Linked DNA regions of Rattus norvegicus: region 1 is linked to region 2. The links are chromatin contacts, called in public Hi-C maps. All regions are on one chromosome and are shown on one strand. The core of a region is the stretch at or near the end of the contact, and the rest is flanking DNA. Distances in the headings are between cores, read along the strand shown.

The links. Hi-C and Micro-C count contacts between places; a contact is called where the count stands out from the background.
Region 1: a Hi-C map of Schwann cells shows a contact between it and region 2, with 5 times the contacts expected there. The contact joins two enhancer-like sites. A contact is called at or near these places in 3 of 12 Hi-C or Micro-C datasets (Schwann cells, frontal cortex and liver).

What each region holds. Positions count from the first base shown.
Region 1 is chr10:7,225,260-7,229,559 of GRCr8, reverse strand. It overlaps LOC103693272 (a long non-coding RNA gene), which reads left to right. Exons shown (of 4, transcript XR_005490004.2): 2 at 1-1,600; 3 at 1,849-1,921; 4 at 2,232-4,300. Among named protein-coding and RNA genes, the nearest start is that of Hapstr1, 54 kb to the left of the region's middle. Within about 2 kb of position 1,614, at least 6 of the 93 cell types and tissues checked have an H3K27ac peak or open chromatin away from gene starts, as enhancers often do.
Region 2 is chr10:7,125,238-7,129,515 of GRCr8, reverse strand. No RefSeq gene overlaps it. Among named protein-coding and RNA genes, the nearest start is that of Hapstr1, 150 kb to the left of the region's middle. Within about 2 kb of position 1,370, at least 21 of the 93 cell types and tissues checked have an H3K27ac peak or open chromatin away from gene starts, as enhancers often do.

The DNA of each region.
Region 1 (4,300 bases), core at 365-2,864, 100 kb before region 2:
CCTGATCCTGAGCCTGTTCTATAAAACAGGATGTGCCTCCCCGAGATGTTTAAAATAAAAGTCCTCTTTGAAAAAGTTGCACATATGCACGTATCATAGAATTCACTCAAATTACACAACTCAACTTATTTAGACTGTTTAGATGTGCTATACTATTTATTTAAAATCTTGCCATGACTAACCCTGGGCTAGAAAGTGCCCTATTGCTCAGGATGGCCTTGAATTTGGGGTAATTCCCCTGATTTTGCCTACTGAGTGCTAGGGTTACTGGCGTGTAGGGCCACACTCATTCAAAATCCCCACTGTGTGCTGCATGTGTACTCACCCTTGCTGGCCGCAGTCCAAGGACACGGAGTGGTGTTGGTTCCCCCCTTCCCACCATGTGGTGGAGATCTAACTCAGGTTGTCAGGCTGGGGGCAAGTGCCTTTGCTCCACGAGCCATCTTGCTGGCCCAGCATGTACACTGTGGTCAGCACTGGCCAATGAAGCTCTTCCCGTGGACAGGGTCTCGACTCCTTATTTGGTGACGTCACTAGCGCTCTCTGAAATGCTCTTTTTCCAGGTGGCGTTATCAACAGTTGAGCCTCACGCTGTTTTCTGTGTTGTTTGTTGAGGAAATGCCCCGAGCCTTCTGCTTTGAGGATATTGGAAGGAACTCCACTGTCAGATACCCCTTTTATTAAAATCCTTAAAGTAAATGCCACCGGCGCAACGTCTGTTTACCATAGGCGGGGCCTGAAGAGCCAGGCAGCTTCCACAGTTGCTCTGGAGCTGAAGCGTGAAGAGACGACGGGATCCCGGAAGTTGTCTTCCGACTCCACGTGCGCGCTGTGCCATGTGCGCCAATAAAGAAACAGAAGGACCTCAGGATGTTTGCTTGATTTTTCAAGACAGGGTTTCTCTGTGTAGTCCTAGGGCTGTCCTCGAACTCAGAGACCTGCCTGCCTGTCTCCCAAGTGCTGGAATGAAAAGCATGTACCACCATCCCTTGGCTTTTTTTTTTCCTCTAAGAGTAGTGAGTGACTGAGATACTCAACAGCTAGCTGTTAGTGGGGGCACTTGTGGGAATGTGTGAAAACGAAAAGTAGGGCTTGTGTTGTTTTTATTTGAAACTGGGTCTTTCTCTGCAGCCACGGCTAGCCTAGAGCTTAGATGTGCAAACTTGTTCCATTAGAGGAATGCCCCCACCTTTGCTGGCCTTGAATTCACAGAGATCGCCTGCCTCTGCTGGGCTTAAAGGTGTGCAGTGCTGTTGGTTACACCCAGGACCTTGTATATGTTAGACTACCCAATTGTACCGTGAAGCCACTTCCCCGGATGGTTTTGGAAAAGCTAAGTGCCTTCCTGGGAATATGATTCTTAGAATAGGATGCAAGCAGAACCAGTAGTCAGGCACCAAGACCTTGAAATTCTCACATTCCTGCTGCATCGGTTTCTCAGCCATTCTGAATGCAACCAGCAGGGGGCGCCAGGGCCTCACGTTCCTCTGGGTGTCGGGTACCTAAGAAGCTGCCGGTGTTGTTTCTTGGCAGGAGATGGGAGATGACCTCTATGTGTCTTTTCTGCCTGTTCAGACGGAGTTCTTTTCTGCAGAGGAAGGTAAGAGGAAGAGCTGCTTGGAGCTACCCGGCAACCAGCAACTGAGTAGTGTGATCCTGCCTCAGCAAACAGAAGAAAATGAAAGTGTAGACTGAGCTGTAGGAAGCTGTCACCCTGGGCCTCAGTGTGTTCTATGCAACACTCCGTTTGCATTGTGTGTGTACGTCCACAGAAGGATTAGCTAGAGGGGAAAAAGAACACTGTTTTTGTTTTGTTTTGTTTTGTTTTGTTTTGTTTTTTCCTTACAGAAAAGCAAGAGAAGATGAGATGACTCACTGGGTAAAGGGATCTGCCACCAAACCCAGTCCCTGGGATTCACAGGTAGAGGGGAGAACTGGCTCAGAGCTGTACTCTGCAGTCATGCACCCGCCACCCCCAAACAAACAAACAAACAAACAAACAAACAAACAAACAAACAAACATTTACAAAAAGTAAGAACTGGGCTAGGAAACTGGAGGAATGAACCAGGGCGGTACCCATAGGTCATCTATTTGAATGCTTGGTTTCTGGTTGGGGGAATTGTTTAAGAAGGACTAGGAAGTATGACCTTATTGGGGGAATATGTCACTGGGGGTGGGTCTTGAGTTTTCAAAAGGCCAGGTGAGACCCAGTGTTTCTCTTTGCTTACAGCTGCAGACCAGAAGTAAACTCTCAGCTCCATCTCCAGCGCCCACGCCTGCCTGCTGTCACGCTCCCCTCCTCGATGACCGTGGACTCACTGAAACTGTAAACAAGCTCCCAATTCAATGCTTTTATTTTTAAAAAACTTTTCACTGATTCGTCCTGAGTTTCACACCATGTACATCTCCCTGTCCCCTCCTATCTGCCTTCTGCCCTTGCAACCCCCCCAAATAAAGCACCCCCCCCATGTATTGTTAATTGAAAAAAAAAAAATCAATGCCGAGCATGGTGGTAAGCACCTTTAGTCCCAGCACTTAAGAGCAGAGGCAGGCGGGGTTGGGGATTTAGCTCAGTGGTAGAGCGCTTGCCTAGGAAGCGCAAGGCCCTGGGTTCGGTCCCCAGCTCCGAAAAAAAGAACCAAAAAAAAAAAAAAAAAAAAAAAAAAAAGCAAAGGCAGGCAGAACTCAATGAGTTCAAGGCCAGCCTGATCTACAAAGTAAGTTCTAGGCTAGCCAGGGACATGTACTGAGACCCAGTTTCCAAAAACAAAACAAAACAAAAATCCCCCCAAAAAACAAAAACAAAGTAACTCAGGAAGATTGTTGAATTATACCTGTTCATTCATGTTCTCTCTCTCTCTCTCTCTCTCTCTCTCTCTCTCTCTCTCTCTCTCTGTGCCTATGTGTGACTCTGTCTCTCTTATGTAGCACAGGGTGACTTTGAACTCTTGATCTCATAGTTCCGACTCCCAAATACTGACATTACAGGCATGTGCCGCTACACTTGACCTGTGGATTTACTGTGCACATAAAGGATAGCTTGAAGGGGTGTGGTGGGACGCATGTGACCCCTCAGTCTTGAGATATAGCAAGACCCTGGCTTAAACACAAACGTGCTGGGGAGGATGTATTTCAGTGACAGGTACTTGGGTGGCATGACAGTTCTTGACCAATATGTCCGAGGTCCTAAGTGCACTCCTCCTAGCTGCAAAAAACTTCAAAAAAAAAAACCCCCAAACCAGACCACCACCACCAACACCACCAATGACAACAATAAAACAAAAGCAAAATCCCAAAAAACCCTCAACAAAACACAACAACAACAACCAGCCCCAAGCAAACATCAGAATAGTGTGGAAAGAGGCAGAAAGTGAACTGATTACCTCATGGGACTGGAGGGAAAGCCTGTTCAATGACTTAGTCATGTTTTCTTTCAGATAACAACGTTGTTTTTATTATGAGAGACAGGATCTCACTGTGTTGCCAAGATTGGCCTTGAACTCACAGGAATCCTCCTTCCCTGTGTCAGGAGATTACAGGTGCGAGCCACCATGCCCAGCCTTTACTGTAATTTTTACTGTAAGAGACATGCTCTTTTTCTGTTGCTCAGGCTGACCCCAAACTCCTGGAGTTGAGCAACTTCCCCAGTGAGCCTTGGGCATCTTCGACTTCAGGCATACACTACCCTGCCTGGTCCACTCCAGTAATTCTGCTCAAGTCCTGCCATGTTTCACTGGTGAAATAAAATAGATAACCAACCCCACCCTGCTCTCACGGAGCCGGAGGCTCCCACTGTCCTGCTTCGGCTGGTACCCTTCTCATTTGGGTGATGGAGTTCCAGGATCCCGGGAGATCCTGCCTCCTGGGAAAACAGGAACAGCTTGTCTCTAAGGTCGAGCATGCTCCTTTGCACTCCCCATTTATTTCAGGTAAGAATCATTGTCCTGTCCAGGGCTGGTTGCCGATTGGTGCTGGGAGACGGAAGGATGCCTGGAGCGCTTGACACTGCCCCCATCGTGGCCATGACTGGCTATCTCTCTGCTTTGCCAAGGCAGCAGTGGGACCCACTTTGGTTAATGGAGAGTTGATTTGGAGCTCTCTTCCCAGTGTGATTTGAGGCAGCTGCAGATATCCCTGAGTCTGTTCTGTTCTGTAAGATCAGTAGAGAGACTCTTCCTTAAACTTTTAGAAGCCCTAGCAGGTGTCACCCACAGCCTGCCCTTTGTCTTCCCTGCCCCCAGGGACTTCTATCTGCAGAAGCACCTGCAGGTCTGGGCCGGGCTTTCCCTGCTGACCTGT
Region 2 (4,278 bases), core at 121-2,620:
TGATAGCTTCTGGGAGAGGCAGCAATACTACCCTGTAGGTGCCGCCTTTCCTGTTACGGTGGTTAGAGTAGGAGCTTGGTTCTTCCTCAGAGCCTCTGGAATAGACTAGCACTCCCCCCAGCCCTCATGTAGCCTCTTTACATAAAACAAAGTTTGGACAGAGACCCATGCACACAAGAGCAACGTGTAGAGCAGGAGAAGGCAGTGTACTTGTTTGACAAGTCAAGGAGCAGCAAAGACAGTCAGAAACTACCAGGAGTCAGGACAGAGGCACAGAACGGACTCTTCCCTAAAGCCTTGGCATAGCCAATCCCGGTGCCTCCACCCCTGGTCTTTGGAAGCATAAGGAGACATCTCTGTTGTTGATGCTTGTGGTTTGTGGAGACTTGTTACTTCAGCAAAGGAAGACGCCATGAGACACAGGTAACTTGGAAAGTATGAAGGGGGAGATGGGAAGGAAGGGCGGAGAGAGGGTTAAGGGGCCTGTGTCATAGTCTGAACATCACCTGCCCAGTCACAGGAAATGAGTCATAGTGTGGGAGTGTCTGCACTAGAAAGTCTTAGTGAACACTGTACCACTGAGCTACGTCTTGGGCCTTTAGGTCAGACTTGGGTTCAAATCCCAGCTCTTGGGTTGAGGAAATGGCTCAGTCTGTAAAACATTGGCTGTGCAAACACGAGGAGCTGAGTTTGGATCACTGGCACCTATGGGAGAAGCCAGACTTGGAGGCAGAGACAGGAGGATCTTGGGAGGCCTGCTGGTCAACCCATCTAGCCCAGTTGGTGAGTGCCAGGTTCAATGCGAGATTGTTCCAAAAAATAAGGTGGAGAGTGACTAAGCCAGATCTGATGTCATCTTTTGACCTCTGTGTATATATTCACACATACATACATGCACACAGGAGCACATGTACAGAGAAACATGCACACAGACAAACACAGACAGACACAAACACACAGACAGAGGACAGACACCTTGGCTCTGTTGTGGGAACTTCTCTAGGCCTCAAAGCTCATCCACAAACATCATGTTATCAACGAGGACTTTATTTGTGAGTATTGTTACATAGTGTGAACTGCTGTATCTGCTCAGAGCAGGAGGGGAAGCTGAGCTCTGTGTGTAGAGGGAGCAAAATGAAGCATTGCTGTACAGACTCCCTTGGGCATTGTTTCCCTTCCTCATAGGCAGGCCTGGAGGTGTTAGAAGCCAGGAATCTAGAAGTACATCCAGGAAGTGACATCACCACAAATTCTGTACCTCAGGAGTCCTTCCAAACCTTGCAAAAGTAGGGTCACCCGTGTGGAAAGTATCCACGTCACTGTGGCATTCTTGAACAGCAAGTGCTGGGACTGCACTGTTTCCATGGTGACGGAGAAGCCAGTGTCAGCACTGAAGGTGGGAGGAGGTGGTGTGGAGAACACAGTTATCGTTTGATCTAGGGAATCTCAGCCACAGTGAATAGGATCCATGCGTGTGACGTGTGCAGTCCTTGCCCCAGGGAGCACATGCCTGGCTCTTCTGTCCTCAGCAGCTCCTACAATGAGCACGGGTGCCTGTGTGTGTCGGTGTGTCTGTGTGTCTGTATGTCTCTCTGTGTGTATGTTTGCATTTGATTCTGTGTATCCTTGTGTGTTTATGTTTCTCCATGCCTGAGTACATGACTTTTTGTGTCCTTGTGTGTCTGTGTGTACCTTTATATTTAAAAATATTTATGTAGCTTTAAAACTTTTATTATTATTATTATTATTATTATTATTATATTATTATTATTTGGTGAGTGTATGTATGTGTGCATGTGCATTAGCATGTGAGAGAGTGGGCACATGTGTGTCATGGCATGTGTGTGGTGGCTCAAGGAGAGCTTGGAGTTAGTTTTCTCTTTCCACCTTTACAGGTGGGGTTCTGGGGACTGAACTGAAGTGTTTGGAGACCGCAGCACATGCTTTGCCTACCGAGTCATCTTGCTGGCCCCACACGCATGTTTTAATATCACCGAACATTTGCCAAGCACTTAGTATTTGTGCATAAACGGGGTAACAGCTTCGTGCAGACTATAGTTTAATTTTCCCCATTTGCCAGGAGAAGACAGAGGCACAGGGGAATTATTTGTCTGCAGAGAAAACAACTTGTTTACAAGGAAAATTTACTTATTGGTTAATAAGCAAATGGTACAGCTTGGGCTGTTCTTGCTGGTTCTGTGCATATGCCTGTATGTGTTCCTATGTGTCTCTGTGTCCCGGTGTTTCTATAGGTCTCTGTACATGTCTGCGTGCTTCTGTCTCTGTGTGTATACATGACCAAATGTGCCCTGTGTGTCTTTGTGTCTCTGTATTTGTGCCTTTCTGTGTTCCTGTGTGTTTGTATGTAACAATGTGCATGTGTGTGCGTGGGCGTATGGATGCAAGTGCCACTTATTTATGCATATGTACCTCTGTGAACTTATATGTATAATGCACACATGTAATGTGCATGCCTGTGCATGCCATGTGTGTGCTTCAGTCTTCCCTGAGCAGAGTCCCCTGTTTCCGATTTACTTTATTGTTTGTGAATGAATCCACATTAGATGAGAACTAAATCCTAGCTCTGAAAACAATTAGGAATGTTTGCTGGGGGGAAGCATTGATGGAGTTTCTTGGATCTCTTCAATGAAGTTATTAGGGTTGAATGGCCATTGAGTAAGCAGTGGTAACTGTGACAATATTTTACTCCATGTATGTGCATTGTCTTTGTGTATGTTTGTGTGTATGTGTGTGTATGTGTGTGTATGTGTGTGTTGTGTGTGTGTATGTGTGTATGTGTGTGTTGTGTGTGTATGTGTGTATGTGTGTGTTGTGTGTGTGTATGTGTGTGTATATGTGTGTGTATGTGTGTGTTGTGTGTGTATGTGTGTGTGTTGTGTGTGTATGTGTGTGTATATGTGTGTGTATGTGTGTATGTGTGTGTAAATGTGTGTGTATGTGTGTGTTGTGTGTATGTGTGTGTATATGTGTGTGTATGTGTGTGTTGTGTGTGTATATGTGTGTATATGTGTGTGTATGTGTGTGTTGTGTGTGTATATGTGTGTGTATGTGTGTGTTGTGTGTGTATATGTGTGTATATGTGTGTATGTGTGTTGTGTGTGTATATGTATGTGTGTGTAAATGTGTGTGTATGTGTGTGTTGTGTGTATGTGTGTGTATATGTGTGTGTATGTGTGTGTTGTGTGTGTATATGTGTGTATATGTGTGTGTATGTGTGTGTTGTGTGTGTATATGTGTGTGTATGTGTGTGTTGTGTGTGTATATGTGTGTATATGTGTGTATGTGTGTTGTGTGTGTATATGTATGTATATATGTGTATGTATATGTGTGTGTATGTGTCTATGTATGTGTATATGTGTGTGTTGTGTGTGTGTATGTGTGTGTTGTGTGTGTATATATGTGTGTTGTGTGTGTGTATGTGTGTGTGTTGTGTGTGTATATGTGTGTATATGTGTGTGTTTGTGTATATGTGTGTATGTGTGTGTTGTGTGTGTATTTGTGTGTGTATGTGTGTGTATGTGTGTGTTGTGTGTGTATATGTGTGTATGTGTATGTGTGTGTGTGTGTGTGTGTGTGTGTTTGTAAACATGGTGTACTATGGAGATTACAGGACAACATTGGGTATTGGCCTTTGACCTTGCTTGGGGCAGAGTTTTTTGTTCCCACTGTGTGACCTTTCAGGGATTCTTCTGTCTGAGCCTTCCTTCATATTGTGGGAGCACTAAGATTACAGATTTATTTTGCCCCATCTGGCTTTATGTGGGCCCTGGGGATTTTCACTAAATCCTTATGTGTGTGTGGCAAGCATTATGCCCACCAGGCTGTCTCTCTAGTTGTCATACCAAAATGTGATTGCCAGTGTAACAGTAGTCACTGTGCCCTATCACACTGTGTGCTCAATGCCCCACATAACACTGGGTCTTCACCAGTAATTACGTGAAGGTTGTAAACCAGGGAACAGCTGAGGTCAGTGATGGAGTAATTTACTGAGGTCATAGGACGACAAACATAATAAAGGAGAAATAAAGTCAGAAAACTCACGGCCATCCTCTGTCCGTCTGGGCTTAAAAGGGCCCAGTAGCAACTGTCAGCCGCTCACCCAGTGATCAGCTAATCAGGGTGCAGCTAAGGTCCCAGTGATTCTCCCTGCCGGGAAAAGCTGGGTGACCAGCAGGGGGTGACCGTATGGTGTTGGTGACATTGACTGTCCTTTACACTTTAGGGCAGAGAGCAACATCCCTGTTCCTACCCACTAGA